Regions from separate parts of the Mus musculus genome. Here region 1 is linked to region 2. A link is a contact called in public promoter capture Hi-C data. All regions are on one chromosome and are shown on one strand. Each heading gives the region's core, a stretch centred on a gene start, on an enhancer-like site or on the middle of the called end of the contact. The rest is flanking DNA. Distances are from core to core; before and after follow the strand shown. Region 1 has its middle 31 kb from the start of Pabpc1. Region 2 holds the start of Snx31 (sorting nexin 31).

Region 1 (6,642 bases), core at 2,562-5,061, 85 kb after region 2:
CCACTGTATTTTCTGTTCTTAAAAGCTATTCATTTGTTTGTCTTTCAAGTATTTATTGGAATTTAGTATCGCTTTTATGATAAGCATGAAAGGTGTTAAGGCCAATCACACAGTTTCAATCCTGAACAGTCAAGCAATCTAGTAAGAAGATAAGTCGATTAGCAGGTACCCTGTGGGTGGACCATTGTTATAACTACTCATAATAGAAAATAAAAATAAGGGGCTGGAGAGGTGGCTCAGCAGTTAAGAGCACTAACTGCTCTTCCAGAGGTCCTGAGTTCAATTCCCAGCAACCACATGGTGGCTCACAACCATCTGTAATGGGATCCGATGCCCTCTTCTGGTGTGTCTGAACACAGCTACAGTGTACTTGTCACAAATATAAAATAAATAAAATCTTTTAAGAAAATAAAAATAAAATTAGGCAGCGAGATGACTCAGTAGGTCAGTATACTTCTCACCAGGCTTGGCCACCCACCTTTGATTCCAGGAACCCACACGGTGGAAAGAGAGGACAGACTTCTCTCATGGTGTCCTCTGGCTTCCACATGCATGCCATGGCATCCATACTCACATGCGTGCACGCACGCACACTTACACACACACACACACAGACAGAGACAGACAGAGAGAGACAGACAGACAGAGAGAGACAAACAGACACACAGACAGACAGACAGAGCAAGACAGAGAGACAGACAGACAGAGGCAAACAGACACACAGATGGACAGACAGAGCAAGACAGAGACAAACAGACACACATACACAGCGAGAGTGAGAGCGAGCCCGGGTTGGCTCCATGCCCTCCAGCTTTGGACCAGCAGTTTCCTGGGACATGTGCTCATCCATGAGTCAGTCTAGGGATCAAGCTGAGCACTGGGTTCAAACACTCCAGAGGTGGTCATTTGCAAACTCGGAAGTGACCTCAAGTCCCTCCTACTCCAGTGTGGCTTCCATGTTTGTGCTTGCTTGCTTGCTTTCTTTCTTTCTTTCTTTCTTTCTTTCTTTCTTTTTTTTTTTTTTTTTTTTTTTTTTTGGTTTTTTCGAGACAGGGTTTCTCTGTGCAGTCTTGGCTGTCCTGGAACTCACTTTGTAGACCAGGCTGGCCTCGAACTCAGAAATCCACCTGCCTCTGCCTCCCGAGTGCTGGGATTCAAGGTGTGCGTCACCATCGCCCGCCCGGCTCTTTTTAAAAAAAAATATTTATTGTAATCTATGAGTACATTGTAACTGTCTTCAGACACCAGAAGAGGGTATCAGGTCCCATTACAGATGGTTGTAAGGCACCATGTAGTTGCTGGGAATTGAACAAACAAGCAAATAAACAAACAAACAAGCAAATATGGTTCTGGGGATTTAACTTCTGAGGCAAGCATTTTCCTATGATCTCCTGGGCTCCTTAGTGGCTCCCACTTTTAACCTATCTCTGACTTTTCCTCCTGATCCTTGGCTTTGGGCGATGATGTTACTAGCCACTAGGCAAGCTGGTTTCTCTCAGTCCTCCTCCTTTGGTTGTCTTAACCCACACCAGTCTTCAGTGTCATTTCCTATACAATGCTGGGCACTGGGGTGTGCAACTCTCATGCAGCTTCTGGAGGCAGGAAGGCAACTGAACTTGAGCCTTGCAGTTCAAAGCCAGCCTGAGCCATAAAGTAAGACGTTATTTATTTATTCCCTTTAAAAAGTGTTTCAGCCAGGAGAGGCAGGCAGATCTCTGGAAGTTCTAGGACAGCCTGGTCTATGTGAATGCCTGGACAGCCAGAGCTACATAATAGAGAGACCCTGTCTCAAAAGAAAATCCCACAAACAAATAACAAGTACTCATATCCCCAGAAAACAGGTCACAAGTCTCCTCTGTGTCTGAGACTTCCAGAACACACGTGTATCTAGAGATCACGCGTGGGTGAGAAAAGTGTTCTGATTTGCTGCAGTCTACATCCTGTGATATTTCCTCCTTCTCCTCATCTCTGGCCTGTCTGAACGTCATATCCATCAAACAGGCCGGAGATGATGAGGTTAGCCTCCCTTGAGATCTGTGGGGCGGTAGATAAGAAAAGGTCATTTGCAAACCAAGTGCCACCTGGAGAGAGGTGCTTCTCAGAGCCTGCTTGTGATTGATTGATGATTGATAGATGCATTGATGTGATGGAAAAACACATCTTTCCCACTGGGATCATTCCATTGCTTCTTATCAGAGGTGGAATGTCACACTTGCTCTCCTGGAAAGGATGAACCGCTCAAGTTTTAGACTAGAGACGAATCTGGCTTTGGGTTTTTTGTTGGTTCTGTTTTGTTTTAGTAATCACCAGAGTCTGAGCTGCAGCCACAAGTGAACATGCTTCCGCTGCATAAATCAGAGCCACTGCAGAATGGAAAGCAGATAGACAAACAGTTCCTATGTGCGGCACACGATGCATATTCCCCACGTTCCGTCTCAACCGATCACATCTGCTCATTCCCATTCTTGTCTACAAGAGTGGGCATTTTTATTTGCATTTTCTAAAGCTTAGTTCAAAAAACACATTAATCTCCACTTGTAAGCCTGGCCCTTTCCTGGTGAAAGACACAGGCAGACAACAGCTAACTGAAACCCGAAGTCTTAAGCATTGTATACATGGGTGCGGCTAAAATGCTGTGGGTGCCAGGAGGAAGGAGGAAGGATGGGATGGGGTTAGGAGCAAATGTCCGTGAGTTCTTCCCTTAGGCTAAGGACCCGGTGCATGGTGCATGGGCTTCCAGCAGCCGTACTACCTGGGCACCTGTGAGAAATGCAGAGTCCCAGGCTCCACCTCAGACCCGCTGATTCAGACTTTGCGTCTTGACAGGATGCTAAGGAACACTGGTCTAGGTGACCTGCAGATTTTATTTAGTTTACAACCCATTGAGGCAATAAGGACAGGAAGTGAAGAGACAAAATTCTCCACATGTCGTGGAGCTGGGATTTGAACTCAGGCCTGGTAAACTCCTGGGCTCCATTCATTTCTCTGTGCTTCTCTTTTCTACCCAGGGCTTTCTGGGAAGCACCGCAGCCGAGGGGACCCTTGAGCTGTGCTCGGGAGGTCCATGAAGAAGGAAGAGGACATGCTTGGCAGAGCCTCCAGAGCAAGTGCTTGGCACAGCTGCTCAACAGGGCCATGACCAGTGAGGAGAATAAGGGAGGCGAGAAAGCTGGAGTCAAACAGTAAAGAGCCTTGAACACCACACTAAGGAGCTTGAATTTCCCTGAGAGTGGACATTCCAGCCTGGCATGGAGCTGTGATCCTTCATGGACCAGGTCTGGTTCCTTGTACTCTCGGGCTGTGTTGTAGGCAGTCTCGCTAAGTGCACACTGAAGCAGACTTTGTGGTAAAACATTCTACTTAAAACTCAACACTTGTGAGCCAGCACAGAGGTTCATGACTGTAATCCCAGCATTTGGGAGGCTGGGAAGGTGGTCATGAGTTCAGGGTCAGTCTGGGCTATAGATCCAGCTTAGTTGGCCTGGACTCTTGTGAGGTCTAGTCATTAAAAGGAAAAGAAGGGTGAGGGAGAGACAGCAGAACAGAGCACGCTGGTGAGCCTCTGAAATCCTGCCACTTGGGAGGCTGAGGTGGCCATACGTTCCAGGCCAGCCTGGTCTATACAGCAAGCTCTATGCCAGCTAGGGCTATAGTAAAACTCAGTCTCAAAAGGCTGAGCAGAAGGAAAAAGAAAAATGGAAATGAAGAGGAGAAAGAGAAAAGAGAGAAACCATCACCTATAGGGAAAGAGGATGAATGTGGTTTTAACCAAGCCCCAGCCTTCTTCTCCGGAAGAGGTTACAGGGCTGACTGTCACAGATGCAGGCTGTCACAGCAGGGTGTGACCTTGGCTCTGTCAACAAGGAGGGAGTTAGACTATTTGCTGACTAACTGCTCACATCATAGCCAGGTCACCAAGACAGGGAAGCAGGCTGTACTCAGGGGTGGGCTTTCTCCCCTGAGCCCGGAAAGGCTGGCCTGTGGCCGGGGGCAGAGAAAAATCACATAGCTCCCCAGTTTGCCATTCCGGTGCCCAGTTTTCATCCAGATGTGCTGGTTGAGTTGAACTGTGCTAAGTGCTAAGAAGACCGGAAGCTTAGAGGTTTGGAAAGATGATTTCAATGGACCCGGGAAGCTTTATTTGGATATAAACCGCCTGTATCAGAGACTCCTGATAAGACCCAAGCAGATTTCACTCTTTCTCATATCGGTTTAAAGGGGCATGGTCATGAGCCACAGAAGGGAAATGGCCCCTTGAGGCTTGTTTCTCTATAGTCCTCTAAGGCAGCCGTCCTTAGTCAGAAGTCACTGTGCCGGCAGCATCAACACCTTCTGGAAACGCACCAGAAATGTAATTTTCAGATATCACCGACTCTGAAGCCAAATCAGAAACTCCATGGCTGGGGCCCAGCCACCAATTTGTGTTTCATTTAATTGTGTTGTTGTTATGTTTTGGCAGTTCTGAAACTGGGCTTCAGCAGGTAGCATAGGCTGGCCTCAAACTCTTCACAATCTCTATTGATGCCTCTTATGTTCTGAGTTCACAGGCATGCGCCGCCACATTGGGGTCCATCCACGCTTGTGTTTGGGTGACACATTTATGTTTGGGAAACACTGAACCAAGTATTCTGTCCTCATTTGTCTAAATTCAGGACCAGCCTGTGGCCAGGCAGAAAGGAGCAGTGACAGTACATGCCATTTCTTTCCAAGAAAGTTCTTGAAGTTGGAGCTTCACTTTCAAGAAGCTAGTTTTGCAGCTGTGGAGTCAAGAGGTTTATTACATAGCAGTGAGAAACCTTGGGAAATGTAATCTTCCTATAAGAGGTTCTGACTCCAGCTAAAATGTGGGATTCTATACCAACGAAAAATAAAGGCAATGTATTGACAGAGAGCTAACAGCCTCTGCCAGACTGAGGAGAGCTACAGTCAAGGTGCACGTGCCGGAGTAAGGGGCACATCCCAGAGGAAGGGGCACAGACCAGAGGAAGGGGCACAGGACAGAGGAAGGGGCACAGGACAGAGGAAGGGGCACAGACCAGAGGAAGGGGCACAGACCAGAGGAAGGGGCACAGACCAGAGGAAGGGGCACAGACCAGAGGAAGGGGCACAGACCAGAGGAAGGGGCACAGGACAGAGGAAGGGGCACAGACCAGAGGAAGGGGCGCAGACCAGAGGAAGGGGCACAGGACAGAGGAAGGGGTGCCCTTGAGAAGTAGTTTCTGAGCTCAGTCTGCTGGGGCAGGAAGATCCTAGGCAACATCATAAGACTGTCTTAAAATAAAAAGTGAAAAGAGGGCTGAGGATAACCCCAGTGCTTGGCAGCAGCTGTGGCCTTGCTTGCAGTCAGTCCTAATACTGAAATGAACGCCATGGATTTGATGACCATTCTGTTCTCATGGTGGGGAAAGGTGGACAAGTCCTAAGTTTCCAGGCAAGTGTACAGTGACTGTGATAACTGCCAAAATGCTAGAGGGGGAGGAGAGAGGGAGGACCATGGCTTTGATTCTAGGCTCAGTGGATCCTGCTTAAGGAGTAAGAAGCTAGAAATGTCCAGTCCAGCCAGGTGTGACGTCACATGCCTATAACTCCAGCACCACATTTGGGAGGCAGAGTTGAAAGTTTGAAGTCAACTTGGTCTACATAGTGATGTGTCAGAAGAGAAGCGGGGAGGGAGGGAGCAAAGTGTGCAGGCCTGTGGTCAGTGAGTTGGTGAGATCAGACGGATTCGGAGGTCTGAGATCAATGCTTGCAAAACAATGTGGTAGTGGAGTAATGACGTCCATGGGATTGCCCAGAGTGTGAGGTACAAGAGGAAGAAAATCTGGGAAGGTGGACACTGAAGAGCTGAGCACAGAAGGAGAAGCTAGTAAAGAAGACAAAAAGTGCCTGCTGTGGGAGTGGTGTCAGGGAACAGAGGCCAGAGGACTTCACAGAAGCAGTATGGCACACGGTGTCACAGGTTGCAAAGGTGACTCATGGGACAAGCACTGGAAAAGTCCCTGGTAACAATTGATGCAAACCAAGACAAACCAGACAGCTATGGGAGATGGTCAAGGTGGCCCAGTGGCAGCACCAAGACCCAGCCTGTGTTCCTAAGTCTCAAATCTCACATAGGATCCCCGGCACCCTTTCTTGCTCCAAGCTGCCATATGAAAACTGTTTTTCAGGTTTGTGTCTACTTGGAGAACTTGTTTCCCAAACTGCTGTGGTTCTATCCTCCTCCTCCTCCTCCTCCTCCTCCTCCTCCTCCTCCTCCTCCTGCTCCTCCTCCTCCTCCTCTCCCTCCTCCTCCTCCTCCTCCTCTTCCTCCTCCTCCTCTCCCTCTTCCTCCTCCTCCTCTCCCTCCTCCTCCTCCTCTCCCTCCTCTTCCTCCTCTTCCTCCTCCTCCTCCTCCTCTTCCTCCTCCTCCTCTTCCTCCTCCTCCTCTTCCTCCTCCTCCTCCTCTCCCTCCTCCTCCTCCTCTTCCTCCTCTCCCTCCTCCTCCTCCTCTTCCTCCTCCTCCTCCTCCTCTCCCTTCTCCTCCTCCTCCTCCTCCTCCTCCTCCTCCTCCTAAGCCTCCTCCTGCTCCAATCTGCTTGAGTAGACCCACTGGAGTCTGATTGTGACACTGTCCTGGTTTATGGGCATCACTTTCCTTCCCAG
Region 2 (6,422 bases), core at 1,251-3,750:
AAGATCCTTCTCTGCCATTTTTTCTTCTTCTTCTTCTTCTTTTCTTTTACTTTTGTTCTGCTCTGAGACAGGGGTTTCTCTGTATAGCCCTGGCCACCCTGGGGCTCTCTGTAGACTAGGCTGGACTCAGAAATCCCCATTTCTCTCTGCCTCCCAAGTGCTAGAATTAAAGGTATGGGCCACCACAGCCTGCTTCCTCTCCCTCTCCCTCTCCCTCTCCCTCTCCCTCTCCCTCTCCCTCTCCCTCTCCCTCTCCCTCTCCCTCTCCCTCTCTCTGGTGGAAGTGGAATGGTCCCAAAATCCTTTTAATTTTTTATAATTCCATTTATTTGATTGTGGAGTGGGAGCTCATGCGTGAGGTCAGAGGACAACTTGCAGGAGTTAGTGGTTTTCTACATGAGTTCCTGGAATTGAACTCAAGTTAACAGGCTTTGCAGCAAGTGCCGCTGAGCCATCTTGCTAGCCCCAAATTCTTATTAGTCTGACCAAATATAAGGTACCATAAAAAAGGAAAGGCTGTGTATACTTAAGAGGGGCGTATAAAGTCCTTGCCAGTTTATTTCCTTATAAGCTCTGTGTGACACTCTATGTGTATTATGTTAAATAAAGGTTATAACTTTGCTAACAAGGGATTTGGCTGTAGGATTGAATTTAACCAGGCACAGAGGCACACACACCTTTAATCCCAGCCCTGGGAGGCAGGGTCAGATCTCTCATAGTGAGGAGGTCCAGGACAGCCAGAGCTACATAGTAAGACTGTTTCAAAAAAATTAAAGAATTGACTTTCTATCCTGTAGGAATAAGAAGGAGTTCCTGTCCAGGTGGCACGTTCCTGAGTTCTTGTCAGCCAGGGTAATTCATAAAAGGCTGAGTCTGATAAAAAGAAGGGTCTCTGTGAGGTGCCATGTGACCTGTGCTCTCTGACAGCATCAGCTGCAGCCCTGTCCCCAGCAAAACCCCCTCAAGGGCTGCAGCTGACCCTCTGATGTTGAACCCTGGTAACATCTGCTGTGTGAGCTCTCTGGCTGGCTCAGCTCTCTGTGCCTTTAGATAAATACAGCCAGTTTAACTGACGCCCCCGTGATTTGCCTGGGATACTTTCCCCAGCTCTGAAGAAGCCTGTGAAGGCAATGTCAGCTTGTGGGGACCCCGTTGCACAGGGAGCATCAGCAAGAGGGGAACTCCAAAAGCCTTGCAGACCATTGGGTGCTCCCCTTGCCAGGTGCTGGCCTCCCCAGCTCCCCCATCATTCTGAGCTAATCTGGTTTTCCTATCCACCTCACACTCTTTTCTTTTTTTTTTTTTTTTTTTTTTTAGATTTATTTATTATTTTATGTAAGTACACTGTAGCTGTCTTCAGACACACCAGAAGAGGGAGTCAGATCTTGTTACGGATGGTTGCGAGCCACCATGTGGTTGCTGGGATTTGAACTCTGGACCTTCGGAAGAGCAGTCGGGTGCTCTTACCCACTGAGCCATCTCACCAGCCCCCTCACACTCTTTTCTTTTAGGTCTGAGACAAGTCTGTGTAGCCCAGGCTGGTCTTGATTTCTCTATCCCTCACCTCAGTCTTCCATGGGCTAGGACTACAGGAATGTGCCACCCTGCCTGACTTTTATCTTCTTCCTCTTTGCCTATTTACACCCCCTGTTCCTATCTGCCACTGTCACATCCTCTGCTTGGAAGACAGCTCCTGGACCAGTCCCTTCCCAAGCCCCAGTCAGTCTCCCAGAAACCCCCCCTAGATTGCATAAGATGCTTTTGAGTCTTGTGACACTTTCTGACTACCACAAGCCAATCTGTATCGATGTAGCTCATGAGTCTTGGGTTTGCTAACAAAGGGACTTGGAAAGGTGGGCCAGATAAGACCGTGTTAGAACTAGAAGCTGTACAAAGCACACTTGTCCCAGTTGACTCTACTCTGGGATAGGTCTGAGGGCTCTGAGCGCAAGAGGCTAGAGGAAGGCTATTACTCTGCAACTGGTCATTATGGTCTTGTTCATGTTATAAGGCTGACCTGAAGTTGAAGATGTTGGTATAGGAGATAGCTCTGGGATTTAAAGAGTGCCTATAGTTCACAAATCAGGAGCCTGTAGCCAGCCCTCCTCCTCTACCACCACCACCACCACCACCACACCCACACACACACAGTCCAATGTCTTTCAGAGTAACACAATCCAAGCTCACCTGTTCATCCCAGCGGTGCAGCTGGCTGTAGCGTACTTTGCAGAAGAGGAACCCGTCCAGGTACACGGAGTACAACTGAAAGCACAGACACCCGCCTGTTATCCTAGGCGAGGATGAGGACTGGGGTAGGAGGTGCCCAGGGTCACCGAGCCCCTCCCCACCCAACCGACCCCGGGCCCCAGACGCACCACGTAGCGGCCCCCCAGCGCGTCTGGCCGCTGCTGGGACACCGGGATGCAGAAGTGCATCTTCATGGCTCTGGCGATGACCAGGGACAGCGTGGAGAACAGGACCTGCCGCCTAGAGTCTGGGCTGGGTCCTGAGCTCCCACTCCTGCCTTGGGTCTGCGGGTGGGCGGGGTCTGCGCCTGGCTCCGCCCCACCCCGCCCCGCTCCGCCCCGCCCCGCTCCCTCCACTAAACCTCAGCCTGATTCTCAGGCTGGACTAGAGACGTGCGCACACAATCAGGGTTCAGAGGGACCTCAGGGATGCCAGATCTCAGGCCAGGGTCACCCTGGAGGCCAGAGGCTGGAATTTTAGAGACTTTTGAGGAGGAAAACGTGCCTCTGTGGTGCAGGGAGGGAGGGACAGTGTCGAATTCATTTTCAGAGAGCTCAGCCCACAAAAGTTAAGAATCCTGTCTCTAGCCACATGAACATTTTATACAGCTGCCAGAAAGTCACTGATCCAACCCTGCCCCAAATCATCAGAGCCAGGCAGCTTGCCTAAGGAAACAGAGCTTCTCCAGGGGCCACTTCAGGGGCCAGGTCTCCTGTCTGTGACCAACAGAATGTCCACTTCCAGAGTGAGGGGGATGAGATGGCATTCAGATCCGCCTCATACCGGATCTCCTGGCATTTTCTACGGAGGGTGCCTTGATGATTTGGGAGTTTCCCATCACCCCAGCGCTGGCTACAGTATACTGTGGATTAAGATTAGAAAGGGGAAAGGAGGTATACCTTGGAAGTACCCTATCACAGGAGCATTAGGCTCAGGGTTTTTTTGTTTGTTTCTTGTTTTGTTTTTGTCTTAACCTTTTTAAAATGTATCATGGTGTGCAGTCCATATGTAACACTGCTTTGATGGTTTATTGTTGCTGTTTTGTACATATGATTTTTATTTTTTTGATTGGAAGTGGCTTGTTGTCTTATTCTTGTTTTTTAAGTCTTCTTTCTCTCATTATAGGAAATTTAAAACATGGATGTGGCCTGGGTCTCTCTTACCTGGGGAAGCCCTGTTCTTGAGTAGATACCGCTCTCCGTGGCTGGGTTCTTAGGAATCTTTGTTCCCAGAATCTTTCACCGACTTCTTGGTTTTTCACTGTTGATATTGATTAATTCTATTAACTTGTGAATATGGTAAAAACTGATTGTGAACTTGGTGGGATTTAGAATCACCTAGGAGCTAAACCTCTGGGTACATCTGTGAGTTGTCTGTCAACAGACTGAGCGGCACCTCCGACAGGGGACCAGGGGACGGGAAGGAACAAAAGAAGAGTCAGCTTCGCACCAGCGTTATTGATCTCCTGACTGCAGAATTTGAAAGTGGTCAAGCAGGGAAAAAAAGGAAGTGGTCTGACGCTCTCACCAATGCCCAGAGACCTCCTCTTCAAGGACCACATTTGGAAACCTGGAGAAACAGGCCAGAGTAAGAGCACACTGCTCTTCTAGAGAACATGGGTTCAATTCCCAGCACCTACATGACAGCTCACAGCTGTCTATAACCCCAGTTCTAGGAGATCTGATGTTGTTTTTGCCTTCCTTGGGCACCAGGCATGTGCACAGCACAGACACCCATTGAGGCAAAACACTCATATACAAAATATAATTAAAATAATTTTTAAAAATTAAAAATAATAGTATTTGTACCATCATTCTATCAGCATGACTTTGGAACTTTTAAATTATTTTAAAGTTAGATTTACTCATTTGTACTGGATTTACTAGAATGTGTTGAGGTCACAGGACAACTCACAGAACTCTGTTCTCTCCTTCCACTCTGTGAGTCCCAGGCTCAGGTCTCCCAATTCCCCCCACCTCCCTCAGCACAAGCAGCAGGTCACCTGATTTGTCATGATAGCTTAGTTTACCATTTTGAATATAAGTGGAATCAGGCTGTGTGTACTGTGTGGCCCAGCTCCCTCTGCACAGCATAGTTATTTAGAGATTCCTCTAGCTCATATGCAGAGTTTGCACTTCTTTTTAAATTATTTATTTATTTATTTATTTATTTATTTTTGCTTAGTGGTGTTGCATTTTATAATTTGCATCCTTTTTCATTGCTAAGTAGTATTCCGCTGTATATCTATGTCACAAAGTGTTTATCTAGCTCTATTGGTATGCTCACTTGGATTACTTACATAGAGTGAGTTTGGGGCTTATCATTAATATTTTACAAATATTACTTTAGGCTAAATACTTCTTACAACTTTATGGAAGAATACTACTCAGTTTGTGGTGAGATTAATTCCTCATAAGTCTAAGGTAAGTTAGGAACACAGTGGTAAGTGGTTAGTGCATTTAAAGTGTGTTCCCTAGCTTAGAGAGACAGCATGTGGTAGTGTCATGATTCAGCAGCTAAGTGCAAGCTTCCACTGCCCACAGTCTCAGGGAGGGCTGGACCATGTGCCGACAGCCAGTTGTGGTGGTCAGTGTTAATTCTCAAGTTGGCAGGATCTAAAAATCATCTGGGAGATGGGCCTCTGAGCATGCCTGCGGGAGTTATTCTGACTGCAGTGGTTGATTTGGGGAGGCCTGCCCACTGTGGGTGTTGCCATTCCCTAGCCAGGATCCGAGGCCGCAGAAGGTGTCAGAGGTAGGCTCATGTGCATCATTCTCTGTTTCCTGAGTGTGGGTGGGATGTGATGAGCTGTTTCACATGCCTGTGACCTTGGCTTTTCCACCATCACAGACTGACCTGTCTCCTTTAAGGTGCTTTCCTCAAAATATTCTTATCACAGTAAATGGGGGACGGGGATTAAAACACTGAAAAAGTATTAATTTTTTATTATAGTGTGTTTCTGCTGAATGCACATTGCTTTTCCACCATTGTAAACTTTAAAGAGTTAGCATCTTCACATTAGGTCATTAGTCACCCAGCCAGAGCCATGGCTGGAGACAGATGCTGTTCTGCCCCCTTCTTGGGAGCTGAGGTACTGTGCATTTCAAGAACCTAACAAGGACCTGCAGCTGTCAAGGGACAAACACTCAAACCCTGAGAGGAGAATGGGAAAACCAAACTAGGTCACTTGGCAAGGTATGCAGGGATATGGGAGGGGGGGGAAAGGGGGGAGCATGACACCATGCCTCATAGGTCTGTGATCCCTACACTCTACCTGCCGTCCCTCTGTCTCTCTGTCTCTCTCTGTCTCTGTCCCTCTGTCTATCTCTGCTCCACATCACCCAGCTGCTGACAGGGTTCTTGGGTGTGAGTTTGGTCTCTATTCCAACAATAGAAGATCAGAGCTCATTTGGCCTAATTTTAAAAAAAAATAATAAATGAAACATTTTTGGTTTTTGCAAATAAATTAGTGAAAACCAAGAACATGTGATTTTTGGGGAATAGCATCCAGGTTTCCAGGTTAAAAGCAGAGACAGATCTCCTCCCTCCATAGCATTGCTGGGAACCACAGCAACTCCTTTCTGAGCCCTAGGGTTCTCGAAGAAGGCCTTCCTTGCTGCAGAAGTCACTGTTTCTGGTTGGCTCCTGAGGATGCTCCTGGATTACAGATGCTCCACAGCATCCTGGGAAACAGGAGGAGCAGACCTCCTGTCTGCCTGTGGACACCCATGAAGAGGATTTTGATTCTTCAACAGAAATGAGAGTCAGGGCTGGGGTCAAGGAATTATATCTTCAGCCATACCAGGTGCACTGTAAATGAGGACAACCTGCTGAACCAATGCAACCACTCAGCTATGGCATTTGTGACTTGGGTTAAATACACACAAACTGGGCACAACCGGCCTTTCTGCATCTTCAGGCAGGGAGTGGTAGGGCAAGGTGAAGGTTGGCTCCTCAGTGAGGAACTCAGAAGGTGGCCTGGCCTTCAGCCAAGAGGGGAGAGGTGGTTCATACTGCATATATCTCCTGTGTCTCTGGAATCTGGCCTGGGCTGTGGGACCCACGGTAGACCTGCTAGATATCGTCCCAACATCTACAGTCTTACACGGAAGCAGACACAACAGTTGAGTCTAGGGACAGGAAGTTTATCAGAGCCAGGGACTCAGAGTGGAAGT

What was found. Promoter capture Hi-C pulls out the DNA fragments that hold promoters and counts their contacts.
Region 1: a contact with region 2 is called in a promoter capture Hi-C map of hematopoietic stem and progenitor cells, with 2.0 times the contacts expected there. The contact joins the enhancer-like site here to the promoter of Snx31 in region 2. A contact is called at or near these places in 5 of 39 promoter capture datasets (the 3T3-L1 cell line, cranial neural crest, embryonic stem cells and 2 more), 1 of 484 Hi-C or Micro-C datasets (B cells) and 3 of 9 other capture datasets (adipose tissue, liver and pancreatic islet).

Annotation. Positions count from the first base shown.
Region 1 is chr15:36,637,105-36,643,746 of GRCm38.p6, forward strand. No RefSeq gene overlaps it. Among named protein-coding and RNA genes, the nearest start is that of Pabpc1, 31 kb to the left of the region's middle. Within about 2 kb of position 3,812, at least 112 of the 459 cell types and tissues checked have an H3K27ac peak or open chromatin away from gene starts, as enhancers often do. A contact at or near this core is called in hematopoietic stem and progenitor cells, where this site is marked.
Region 2 is chr15:36,553,073-36,559,494 of GRCm38.p6, forward strand. Snx31 (sorting nexin 31) reads right to left here and starts at 2,501. Exons shown (of 14, transcript NM_001347022.2): 1 at 2,376-2,501; 2 at 2,188-2,262. The coding sequence starts at 2,441.